3 separate regions of the Danio rerio genome follow, and all the other regions are linked to region 2. The links are chromatin contacts, called in public HiCAR-type maps. All regions are on one chromosome and are shown on one strand. Each heading gives the region's core, a stretch centred on a gene start, on an enhancer-like site or on the middle of the called end of the contact. The rest is flanking DNA. Distances are from core to core; before and after follow the strand shown.

What was found. HiCAR-type assays count read pairs that join an accessible place to other places.
Region 1: a HiCAR-type map of caudal fin shows a contact between it and region 2, with 11 times the contacts expected there. The contact joins the promoter of pecr here to the promoter of pgap4 in region 2. A contact is called at or near these places in 3 of 18 Hi-C or Micro-C datasets (caudal fin, embryo and an unstated tissue) and 2 of 4 datasets of contacts at active chromatin or transcription factors (caudal fin and embryo).
Region 3: a contact with region 2 is called in a HiCAR-type map of caudal fin, with 7 times the contacts expected there. The contact joins the promoter of cflara here to the promoter of pgap4 in region 2. A contact is called at or near these places in 2 of 4 datasets of contacts at active chromatin or transcription factors (caudal fin and embryo).

Annotation. Positions count from the first base shown.
Region 1 is chr11:32,598,985-32,602,915 of GRCz12tu, reverse strand. It overlaps pecr (peroxisomal trans-2-enoyl-CoA reductase), which reads left to right and starts at 1,926. Exons shown (of 8, transcript NM_001017727.1): 1 at 1,926-2,088. The coding sequence starts at 1,977. It overlaps map4k3a (mitogen-activated protein kinase kinase kinase kinase 3a), which reads left to right. Exons shown (of 33, transcript XM_073916889.1): 33 at 1-1,105.
Region 2 is chr11:32,870,829-32,874,773 of GRCz12tu, reverse strand. pgap4 (post-GPI attachment to proteins GalNAc transferase 4) reads right to left here and starts at 1,609. Exons shown (of 2, transcript NM_001077341.1): 1 at 1,494-1,609. It overlaps mala.2 (mal, T cell differentiation protein a, tandem duplicate 2), which reads left to right and starts at 3,878. Exons shown (of 4, transcript NM_001077463.1): 1 at 3,878-3,945. The coding sequence starts at 3,910. It also overlaps a transcript of slc8a1a not described here and a transcript of mala.1 not described here.
Region 3 is chr11:32,575,759-32,579,986 of GRCz12tu, reverse strand. cflara (CASP8 and FADD-like apoptosis regulator a) reads left to right here and starts at 2,433. Exons shown (of 11, transcript NM_001313772.1): 1 at 2,433-2,592; 2 at 3,427-3,500; 3 at 3,601-4,126. The coding sequence starts at 3,819.

The DNA of each region.
Region 1 (3,931 bases), core at 677-3,176, 270 kb after region 2:
ACTCTCTGTTGCTTTATTTAATTGTTGTTCCTTGCTTTTTAAATTTTATTTAACATTGCTTTTTTGTTGTTGTTGCCTTATTTTGGTTTAGTTTTGCCTTGTTTTGGTTGTTCTGTTCTGCTTTTTGTGCTTTGCTTTAGTTTTGTTCACTTTTGTTTAGCTTTTTAGATTATTTGCCTTAGATTTTTGTTCATTTTTTACACTATTTTGTCCACTACTCTCACTTGACGCTAATCACACAAGTGCTTGAAGACACATATTTAATTCATGTACATACAGTCGTAGTATCGTTAAGTTGTGCTCTTTGTATCAATCATGTAGATTTCAGCACATTTATATATTGTACAGGTTTGTGGCAGCTTTTGGCTGTTGTAAAGGACTGTGAGATGCTGGTACTACTTAAAATGACCTCTAGGGCCAGATAATGTCTGTTATATGCAATAGTTTAGGAATCACAAAGCTGAAGTGCCCATTTTCCGAGACTTGCCTTCTTAACATTTTTTTTTTGTTTTTATTTGTGCAACATATATATATATATATATATATATATATATATATATATATATATATATATATATATATATATATATAAGCCAAATGGTGTTTTTAATGAGCTACTTTTAATTCAATGGCCCACGTAATTGTTTTTAACTCTGTGGTATGCACTCACTTCAGAATTTGCACATTGTTATTAAAATGTTGATGTGTATATGTAATTGTATGTTTGAAACCATGCGGATAACGTATATAGATATATGCACATGTATTTTTTGTAAATGTGTTTACATGTTTAACCCTAATAAGCAATAAATCATTAGGATGTTTTTTTTATCTTTTTAAATAACTCGAACTGTAAGACTCACAGGCTCATGTTAATCCAGTTGTGTTTGTGTGTAATTTGAATGAGGGACACACTAGTGACATGACGATGTTGGTTTTGCTGATTGGCATTATATCTCTTTCAGACCTTTCATTATAATTACATCATCAGAAAGGACAAAAATCATGTTTGTTTATCTGTGATTGAAAAGTTAACCCACGTACGGAATTCTCCTCCTTTGCTTCACTGTACATACTGTAAAATAAAATCACATGGTTTTACATACTGAAATGTCTTTTGTGTTTTAATAGTAATTTGCTTGCGTTTTCCATAGATTGTAAAGAAAAAATGATGTTTTATCATTATTATTATTGTATGCTTTTATTTTTTATATTTCAAAGACTTCTAGGAGGATTTTTTTTCATTAGATTTGCTGAACAGTACAAATCAAATGCGCAGTACATCTTACAATAAGATATTTACATTTTAGCATAAAATATGTAAGGAAAATAAGCTTTATATCTCCTGAGTAACAGGTTGGTTGGATATATTTTATGTATAATTTTAAAGTGGATTTCCCTAACTTTGTTATATAATATTTGATGTCCAGATCCAATTCCAACTTATATAATTTATTTTCGGCTTAGTTCCTGTATTAATTAGGGGTCGCCACAGCGAAATGAACCAGCTGTAACCCATCACTAGGAAACATCCAACACACTCATTTACACACATAAGTTACACTACAAACAATTCACCTTCGTCTCTGGACTTGTGAAACTTGAGCAAACTGGAGGAAACGCCAACACGGGGAGAACATGCAACCTCCACAAAGAACCGCCAACTGACCCAGCCGGGGTTCGAACCAGCAACCTTCTTGCTGTAAAACGATTGTGCTGCCCCCAAATTCCAATTTATAATCTAAAATTGGTTATTGCAAAAGTACGTAAATCTAAAAGTTGCAGGATGGCGAATCAAACGTCTAAGAAATGTGTTATTACATTTTCTATCATTGATATCAAAACCATCTAATAAAATCTCTTTTAACTTTCCAGAACGTGTATAAAAAAAAACACAGGAAGTTAATTTGACACAACCGGAAAGAGACTTTTATCTTACAATATTATACTCTGGTTGTTTCGCTGTCGTAGTCAACATGGCAGCGTCCAGTGTTTTTAAAGCAGGTCTTTTCAATCACAAAGTCGCAGTCGTGACGGGTGGCGGGACTGGCATTGGAAAAGCCATCACTTCTGAGCTCTTACAGTTAGGTATAAGTTTACCATGAGTTTTGACGATGGTTTTGACCTTGTCTTTAGATCAGCACTTGCATAGCCGTGAACTTTAGTCCAGATATTGAGCGACACCGCAGTCAGTAATGTATTAAAATTGACAAAAAAAAGTTAAAATGTGTCTATCTATCAAATAAATTAACTTCTTTAAACAGCAGGTGAAATAAGATCAAATAAATTGCTAAAACAGTTGAATGACAATTACATTAAGTGTTAATATTCCTGAATTACGAGTTTTCTCAAATTTTTCATTTAATCATGTAAATTAAGGCATTGTTTTGTTTTTGTGCTATATTTTGCATACATTTTAGTTTTTCGATACAGAGAAGGTTTTCTGTGTATCTCTTTTTGATCATTCCATAATCCAGAAAATACTGCAAACATCCTTTTTTCTTGTAGAATTCAATGTGTGTAATCGGAGAGTTAATGTAAAGTATTATCTTGTAAAAACGATAAGTTTTTTATTGCAAAGAAATGCAGCAAATTCTCCAAATTAAAATCCCTAAACTAAAAATAGTTACACAATTCCTTATGATATTAACAGAGAAATATATCCCTTTACATGATCTTCCATTTATAAAAAAACTATTACAGAAGTAAGTGGGAAGTGGACTTGATGTTTATAAATAGTCATAAAACTTAAGGTTTTATAACAGAAACGCATTAAGTTGAATAGAAGTTATACTCAATCCATTTCGACCAAAAGCCAACATATACTGTATATATTTTTGTTTATTTAAGTAATTTTCTCTGTAATAAATATACTTTAAGCAAAGTTAAACTCATTTAAAAATGTGGCTAAGAAAGAACTACATTTGATTATTATAGCATGCAAAAAAAATTCTATTGGCCCAACTGGGCTGTTATCAAAAATCCTTAGTGTTTAACCATGTCTAAGACGGAGCAGCAGCGTTTTAGAATGAAAACGGCCTCTTCAGCGTTTCCAAAATGTGGACGGATGGCTTAACAGTAGCATAACTTGTGCGTTTAAAACAAAATCGCATTAGTGTAAACAGGGACTAAGTCTAAAATCTATCAATAATGGTATTAAAAAGTCTTAAATTTGACTTGATGAACGCTGCAGAAACCCTGTGTAAGCACGTTATTTCCTATCGTAGGTTTTCTGCTATTCTGTGTTGTACGTTTTTCCACATCAATTTTACCTGAGGGGATTTCGTATTTATTTTGATCTGTAGTTTTATGCATGTTAAAGTAAAAGTGTGGTTTTTTTCTGCATTAAAAAGATGCTGTGTTTTCTGACATGTTTCTATTAATTATAGGCAACACAAGAGTTTAAAAAATCAAATGTTTGGTGGAATAATGACAACATTTAAACATTTTTATTTTGGCCAATTGTCACATTTTGAGGAAAAAGTATTTAACCAAATGACAATATTTTAACTTAAAATTTCCAAGAATTGTCATCAGACATTTATAGTTTAAACAAATATTAAAAAAATATTTTTTTAAATTTACATTTTACTTAAACCAGACAGAATCTGCTGACATTTTTTGCTATTTCTGCGCAGAATTTTGTACAAAATCTGCAGATTTACACAGAATGATTTTAAGGGTAAAGTAACCAAAACACTTAACACATAAAATAAAAAACAAATTTTCTAAACAAAGTGTCTCATCTACTAAAAGACAGAACTATTACTCTGTTTTGCCCTGTGAAAGCACATTGTTTCTTATCGTTGGTTTTCTGCAATTGCCTGAAAAAAGATGTGGTCTAATCAAACATGCTCTAGTTTTTGGGTTGCATGTTTTTCCACATCACTTTTACATGAGGGGATTTGATATTTATTTTGATCTGTAATTT
Region 2 (3,945 bases), core at 360-2,859:
TGTAAGTATGGCTTAGTAATAAGTGTAATTCCAGCACGTCGCTGACCAACCAAGCATACAGTAGTCGCTTTAGGATAAAGCGATCCTTGCATGCATGAATTGCACATTATTACAAGTTTTGCTTGCTAACAACACAACTGAAAGCGTGCTAGATGTAATACAGTTTTCATTCAGAATTGTAGTATTATTGGCGAATGACATGAACTAGGGTTGTCTGCTGTCATCTTTAAGGTGCATGCGTTCGTGTTTCAGGAGGTGTGGCTTTGGAGCAGGGGAGGGACTGTGTTTCAAATACATTATGCTAACCAATTAGCATTTTGGCAGATCACCTACTGCACCTACTATTTTTTTTCTTCTGTAGGTTATTGATTAAAATATGGTAATTCTAATAGTTAAATAAAGTAATTGTGATTTTTGGAAATCACCAAGCGAACCCCAATTTGGTAACCATTGATTTAAACCTTATAGCAGATGCCCATAGTTACATTTCCCCTATTTTTAATCTCCTAGTAAAGATGATTAAATATACAATACATATAGTATATATTTTTGTCAAATTTTAACATATGCATTATGAGTGATTGTTCTATATTTATACTGTAGATGTCTTTTTTTATATAATGGGAAAATGCCAAAAAGGCGTACGTAACAGTTTTGAGGTAAGGTTGGTTTTATATTTACACTTTCGGACTGTCTCCTTAATCATATAATTTCAAAAAAAGTTATATTTGTAAACTCTAAATAGTGAAATCATATTTGCAGCCAATGACCATCAAAAGTACAACAGTATTCAATTGAATAAATAGTGCTAGTGTTGTTTTTAAGTCATATCTAGATGTAATTTCAGACTGAATATTCAAAGTACCATGGTAAACCAATATTGAAGAAGCATGTCACAAGCTGTCATTGAACGAATGAGCGAATATAAATGTTTTGACCTTATTCATAAAGCTTAACTGTTATGTTAAGGTCAATTTGTTATATGCACACTAGTTAAAGATGAAATGTCACATTTAAATTAAAGTGATTTCATACTTTTACTCAAATTTGAACATCAATATTTCAGAATTTTGAGAAACTATTATACTTTCTTTCGTAGAGAAGGTTCGTACTGGAGACAGTATAACACATGGTTGACATAACTCGGGGAGACAAGCTTTAAATACATATTTGCTTTGAAATATTATATATAGAAACTATTTATGTGTAACGTTATATTTCGGTTTACTAGGAATTATGTCGACGTGTTACGAAAAACGTCTACTATAACACATTATAAAAGTTCGTGAGAGCTTTTTATATGCATACAGTCACAAGGCACTCGGAAAGAGCAGCAGAAGCTACTCGTGTAGAAAAAAAGTACAACAGGCTAGTGAACAGGCATGTGTAAATAAGAAGACAAACCCGGAAGCAGAATGTTATTTAGCGGCCCGTTAAGTAAAATAACAACAAATGGTAGCAAAGCATAAACTATTTTAGCATTTCTACGTTACCTCTCATAATGTGGATGTTCAGCACCCAATGAATTCTCAACAGCTGCCGAGAGTGAAAGGGAGGCCAAAGATCAGTTTTTTAGCCTAAGTACTCAAATCAGTTCAAAACAGTAACGTAGATGGCGTCTTACCGTAATACAAGGACAAACTGCGCGTTTAATTAGTGATGCACAAATGTTGCGCGTTTCTTGCTTAGTGTTTCGAATAAATATACATATAAAAGTGTACATTGTGGAAAATAAAGGTAATACTTTTATGGATTCAGTTCGTATTTCACAGCTCAAGGTGAAAACGACTTAAAAACGATGATTGGTTCGTCACTAATAACGCTGAGTACAGTAACCAAAACCACGTGATAACGTCTTCATGTACTGTACCACACACTAGCCACTAGATGGCAATGTGACATTAAAAAAAAACAGGCAGCTGCGTGGACTACGTGATACTCGGTAAAATATTTCTCAAATATAAACAACGTTTGTAACGTTAGTAAGTTTTATGATTGAGTGCCGAAAACGTTCGGACAAAATAAGCGAAAAAGCTCTTGCAAAAAGTGGTAAAGCAGAGCAAGTACGTTTCGTGACTGAAAAATCTGCAGAACCTCAACTGTAAGTTACAATCAATAACTTGGGTGTAATCAGTCTTTTTGGAAATGTTTTTATTTGTCATTTAATAGAAATGAACCGTGGTGTTACTACAACAATCATGGGTTAACTATGTTTAATATAGCAAAACCATAGTAACCACAACATTTACGATGGTTTTTACCATAGCATTTTCATTAAACACATTAAAACTATTGTTTTATAACAGTACTATAACCTTAGGCCCATGTTTTAAAGTAAAACCATAGTAGCTTTTAACAAAGCAAGTCAAACCATAGTAAGTATAAATCAGAGTTCCCATGCTTCTTGAAAGTACTTAAAAGTATTCTTATTTCAGACATACAGTATGGATTCAAGGGCTGCAAGTTCTTAAAATCAAACACATGCCATTGAAAGTGCTTGAATAAAATTAGAAATGAAATTTGTTTATGGTTTTATTTCAACATTTTTACTCAATTGTCAAAAACTAAATAAATAAAAAAAACTGAAAAAGTCCTTGAATTAAAAACCTTACATTTAAATATTGTACAATAGCACTGACATGTTATCAATATTTCAGAAACTGCATTTGAATATAACCAGTATCGAATTCAACAAATTTGATTAAAGTTCTTTAAACATGACTTTTTAAAACAGTCAAACTTTTTGAAAATCACTCAACGTAAATATTAAGTGTAAATGAAATGTTAAGTACTTTCATTGTGCATATGGTGCTTGTTTTTAAACGAATGGTGCTGTAAAAAGTAATCCAAAGTCCTTGAATCTGCTGTTCATGAAAGCGTGGAAACCCTGATTAATGTTAAATTAAAATAAAGTACATTTACTATTGATTTTATTAAGTATTTGCAATCAAACTATAGAATAATTACTATGTTTATTGCTGTAAAACCATGAGAAACAGAAACCTAAACATCTTACTACAATAGTCATAAGACCCTCCCTCCCTCTCCCTGTCCCTCTGTGTGTGTGTTTTAGGAAAAGCGTAGTAAATACAACATTAACCATGTTTTTACAACTGTTCGAGCTTAAATACTGTTGGAGTAAATCTGTGTAAAAACCAGTAAATGCCACTTCATAAGCCCTTATGACCACCTTTTGCCACTACACATGGCATAGGACTGCAAGAATATTTCATTGATTAGCTGCCGTGTGTGAAACTGAATTCTGAGTCATGCTCTGACGCTCTGACTCATGTTCTCTTCACCTGTGTTCTACTTAAACACAATGAAATCGAACCCACCCAGGTAACCAGATCACAACTTATTATTATCCAAACGGTAAAACGAATGTTGCAACATATTTTTCATTGTTTCGTAATAGTTTTTGTATTTAAATACCATAGCTATAAGTCAGCAGGGCAAATCTAATCAAATAAGTGATATTTTAAATACACTTTATTTCAAAATAGTTTCACCAATATTTTGCATTGACATATAATTAACAAATATTGCACCACCATGAGCACAGATACTGGCTTGTTATTATTATTTGATAAAATGTTGAACGCACAGTGGGTTGTTGTGTCATCAAACAGTAAATAAAACTTTCCTGACTATTTTTAAAAAGATCAACAACCATCAACATTAATAAAAAAATATGATGTATCAATCATGATAATTATTAGACAAACAATAAACAAGTGTTTGTCCTTCTCACACAAATGTCTAGAAAGTAGAAACAAAAAAAGCAAATGGGTGGGTCTATCTGATCCATCAAGATGAACAGGTCTTTTTACCCCTAGGTCAGCTCTTTAATAAAGCTCATCTTCATTTCTTGAGCATTCGTTCTACCTGTGCTGAAAGGACACACATATGGCAACCAACACAGGCCAGATGGGTTTCTTACCA
Region 3 (4,228 bases), core at 1,184-3,683, 300 kb after region 2:
ATCATCATCAAAGGATTCCGCTTATTGCACAAGATTCTTTGATCTTATTGTTTATCTTCGGGAGCTTTTCCAAGTGCTGATCTGTACAATATACAGTCATAATGTTGATCACAATGCAAGACCTTGACCTGATTTTTAAGTTAGACCCGCAGCCTAACACAGTTTCACAAACAACACTTGAATGACTATATGGAATCTTATCCCCTGGCAAAAAAGTAGCTTGTTTTCTGTAAACATGGTTTCAAAGCACAAACGTTGTTTTTGACAGCATGGACTCAACATTTAGCTTTCACACTGGGTGTGTTTCACTGGTATTTTGTTTACAATTTATAATAAAGTGTTTTATCTCATTTGTCGTTTCAAGTATTTTCTGAAAGTCAGTTCATTTCATTCTCATAAAGGTGTGTCACAATGCTAAATAATTACCAAACCTGTAAAAAACAAATTAATTATTACTAGGGCCAGAAACAATCTGCAGACATTTTTGCGGAGAATTTTGCAAAAGACCTGCGGATTTATGCTAAATGAATTTGGCAGAGTCATAACTATAAACTTAAATGAAATAAAATGTATTTTGTCCAGCAGTCACATCGGATGAAAATTTTGTTTTAAAACCCAAAAAGTTTATTTATTACTTTTAGTTGTGAACTCATTTTAAGCAATCAAATCTTATGAAATGTAGAAATTGCGTTAAGAGAAAAATATACAAAGCAAGACTGAGTAATACAAGAAAAAGACAACTAAATAAATAAAATACAATTACCAAGTGTGCATATTACTGTAGGACATCTCGGTGGTTCGAATTGTTAAGGGCCCCCAAATCACTAAATCCAGTCCTATATGTACTAATCATAGGTAATATGTCTAGATCATGCAAACGTTAAGGCACTGTTGAATGCTTTGATCAAATATTTGGAGGTTATATAAAAGTAATTTATAATGGTTTATAGTAAGTATGAAGCAAGTACTATAAAATAAGACCAAAATTAAATAGTAAGTTCTTATAGTTATCTGTATCTTTTCATCTATGAAATGTACTAAAACTTTCTTGTTTTCTCTTGAGCATTGCTTGTTTGCCCAGACACTGCTTACCTTAGATGTTGTTCATATTTGTTCAGTGAGTAAATTCACTAAATGTCTTATACTTGGCGTGAAAATTACAATAAAATGAGCAAATCAGCAAAATATTATTTTGCAGCAGCCTATGCATTTATTTCAGCATTAGAGTCCACAAATGAAAAATGTGAAAGGTGGAAAAAATCTGTTTTTATTCTTTTCAACAAGTCTGTTAGCAAATTAGCCGTAGTTGCATAACAAAACTGCATAAGTGAAAAAAAAAATCTCCAATAGAATCAGCTAAATCGTAACGATCACTTTAACATCTGATCTGTGCAGTTTTGGAACTCAAATTATGTAAATAAAAATAGTTGGTTAGACACATGACTTTATTTACATATCCACATACACTAAGAAAGCATAACAGACCATCTAATCATAGGATTGAGTGTAATAAACTAATTCAGGATCTTAATGTTGTTATACTTAGTTAGAATCGTTTTATAGTAAAATATACAAAACAAACATTGTGTCACATTAAAATGAATTACTATAGTTGATAATTTAAAATAACTACTTCATCTTTTACTAAACTGCAGCAACTTTTAGTTATATATATTATATATATAATAAATATATTTAAATATATAATTATTATTATCAGTCAATTTGTTTGTATTACTATTTTGTTGCAACTATAATTATCACAAATGACCAGTACTTTATGGTTTAACAAATCTATATAAAAACATAAAAACAAATATATTACTTACTTTAAATCACTATAGTACTTCATGTGGGAAATCATTAATAAAAAAAGTTAGAAAATTGAGCAAATAAATACTTATCGCTGGAGTAAAATAATAATATAGTGTTAGACATTTATTAAATGTAAAAAGATTTGTATTACATATAAAGATGTATTATAGCCTACACATATAATCTTGCCATATTTCCTTCATTATAGTGAATCCATTATATAAATTAAACCTGCCCAATTTAGATCGTTGATATATCTCTGAAAAATGTTTCAGCAAAGCCAGCAACGAGTATCTGCTATACTGACTTTGTTTGATGAATAATGACTGATCATCCATGAGGGCTGATATCAGTACAGCTTGTCTCGATAGAGGGGGAGCATGAGCTCTCGCTCCTCCTCCTATAAGCTGTTTTAATCCTGGTGTACGCATTAAAACAGCTTTCAGGAGGCAGAGCTAGAGCTCATGCTCCCCCTCTCTGGAGCTCAGCTCTGCTCAAATGGCTCTGCAGCGAGCACCCTCTCGTTTTAATGCGTGCACCAACCCCACCCCTAACCCTACCCCAGTGACATCACTCGTAGAAGTGCATGAAAGGAGGAACGAGAGCTCAAGCTCCCCCTCGCTGGAGCTCAGCTCTGCCTAAATGGCTCTGCAGTGAGCACCACTACTTGTCTCGATCGACCGGAACAGGGCGTGACTTCGCGTAACTCAAAGGCTTTGGTAACTTTGCTTTCGCTTTTGCTTCAGTTTGTCACGATGGCGACGTACGACGTAAAAGGTAAAAATATCATTTAAATACATTCTCTCTGATCAAATAGCTTACTTTTAGTAAGATTTTTTGTTATAGCTTCATACAAGTTAGTCGATAAACACTTAACGTTAACAAGTTCTATAAATGGCCTACGTAACCTACTATAAGTACAATTTTACCGGACAAATTCGGCTGTAAGTTGAAGAGTCCTAACTACTGAACGGAAGACGTTGTGAACAACATGTAAACAAAGGCAGTTCAAGTCAGTCGACGGTGAAACGTAGTAGTTGTTTTAGAATACGCGTATTGTATCGTTTTGTATTGCTGTTGTGACCTTTAATTATCTGCTCCGCCTGTATCTCTGTCCACGTAGGCTTTAGGAACAGGTGTAAGTTAGTATTGTCGGGAGACTTAGTTATTCATACATTCAACTTTTTGAATCAGCTCGAGTCGAATGTTTTCACAATAAAGACATTAAAGAATCGATTAATCTTTTACGACCGAAGTGGTTCTTCGGAATTCAAAAGTTATGCCAAAAACAATGAAAAGGCGTTGTTAGTAGATAAACGCTGTGAAATAGGCTAGTTAGTAGATAAACGCTTGTGTAGTGACGCTATACAAATTCCATGGTTGATTTCGGAAATCCCCTTGCTTAAGCACACTGACAAGGATGTTTGAAAACATCAAATGTAATGTATTTTAAAGAATATCAAAAAATACCACCGTGGTAAAATGCCCCCCACAAAATCTGTTGTGGATGTCTAGGTACTTTCCATCATTATGGTTTCATTTAGATTTACATCCATCTAGTGATGAGTCCCCTTTCTCCTCCTCTTTTTTTAAAAATTTTTTTTAACTTAGTGTCAGCAAAAGATGAAGCTCGCTGCTGGCAAAACCACCAAAGAATTTGGTGCTCCAAATTAAGGTCACTGAAGGTAATTCAGCCTTTTACAGGTATCTTTCATTTGTTGATGTTTTTTTTTATTTATTTTTTTATTTTTTTGCTAAATTGGGTGTTCTGTTTGTCTTTTACAGGTGTAAATCCAAAGTGGCTACATTCTTCCATTCTGTCAAGATAAATGCAATTTTCATTCATTGATTGCAAAAAAAAAAGAAAAAGAAAAGAAAAAGAAAATACAGCCCTTTTTCTAGACTAACTTAATTAGATTTTAAAAATGCATAGAAAATTCAATTCTGCTTTTAAAATGACCCAAACTATTACCTAAAGTATTTATACAACACCATACGGTGAAATGGCAGATGGATTTTCTACTCTGGTTAACAAAGTGACCGCATCTCTTAGCAGCGACGAGTCTAAGATCCTGCTGTATCTTTGCACTGATTTGTTCAACAACAGTTGTGTGGAAGAACTGAGAGGAGATTTGCTGGCCTTTGCCCAACAGAACCCCAATCAAGCAGGTCAACCTCATTCTGGAAATGCTCTGCTGATGGAGCTCATGTTTCAAATGAAGCGCTATGATTTACTACGCAAAGTTTTTGGCACCAACAAACAACAGGTAGAAGGAATTCTCAGAAAGGAGCGCGTCATCTCAGATTACAGGTAATTTATTCTTCAAATGAACACATTTCAGATATTTCCTAACCCATGACCCATGTGGTGGAAAAATACAATTTTAGTAAAGAAGAACTATTTTAGAGCTTG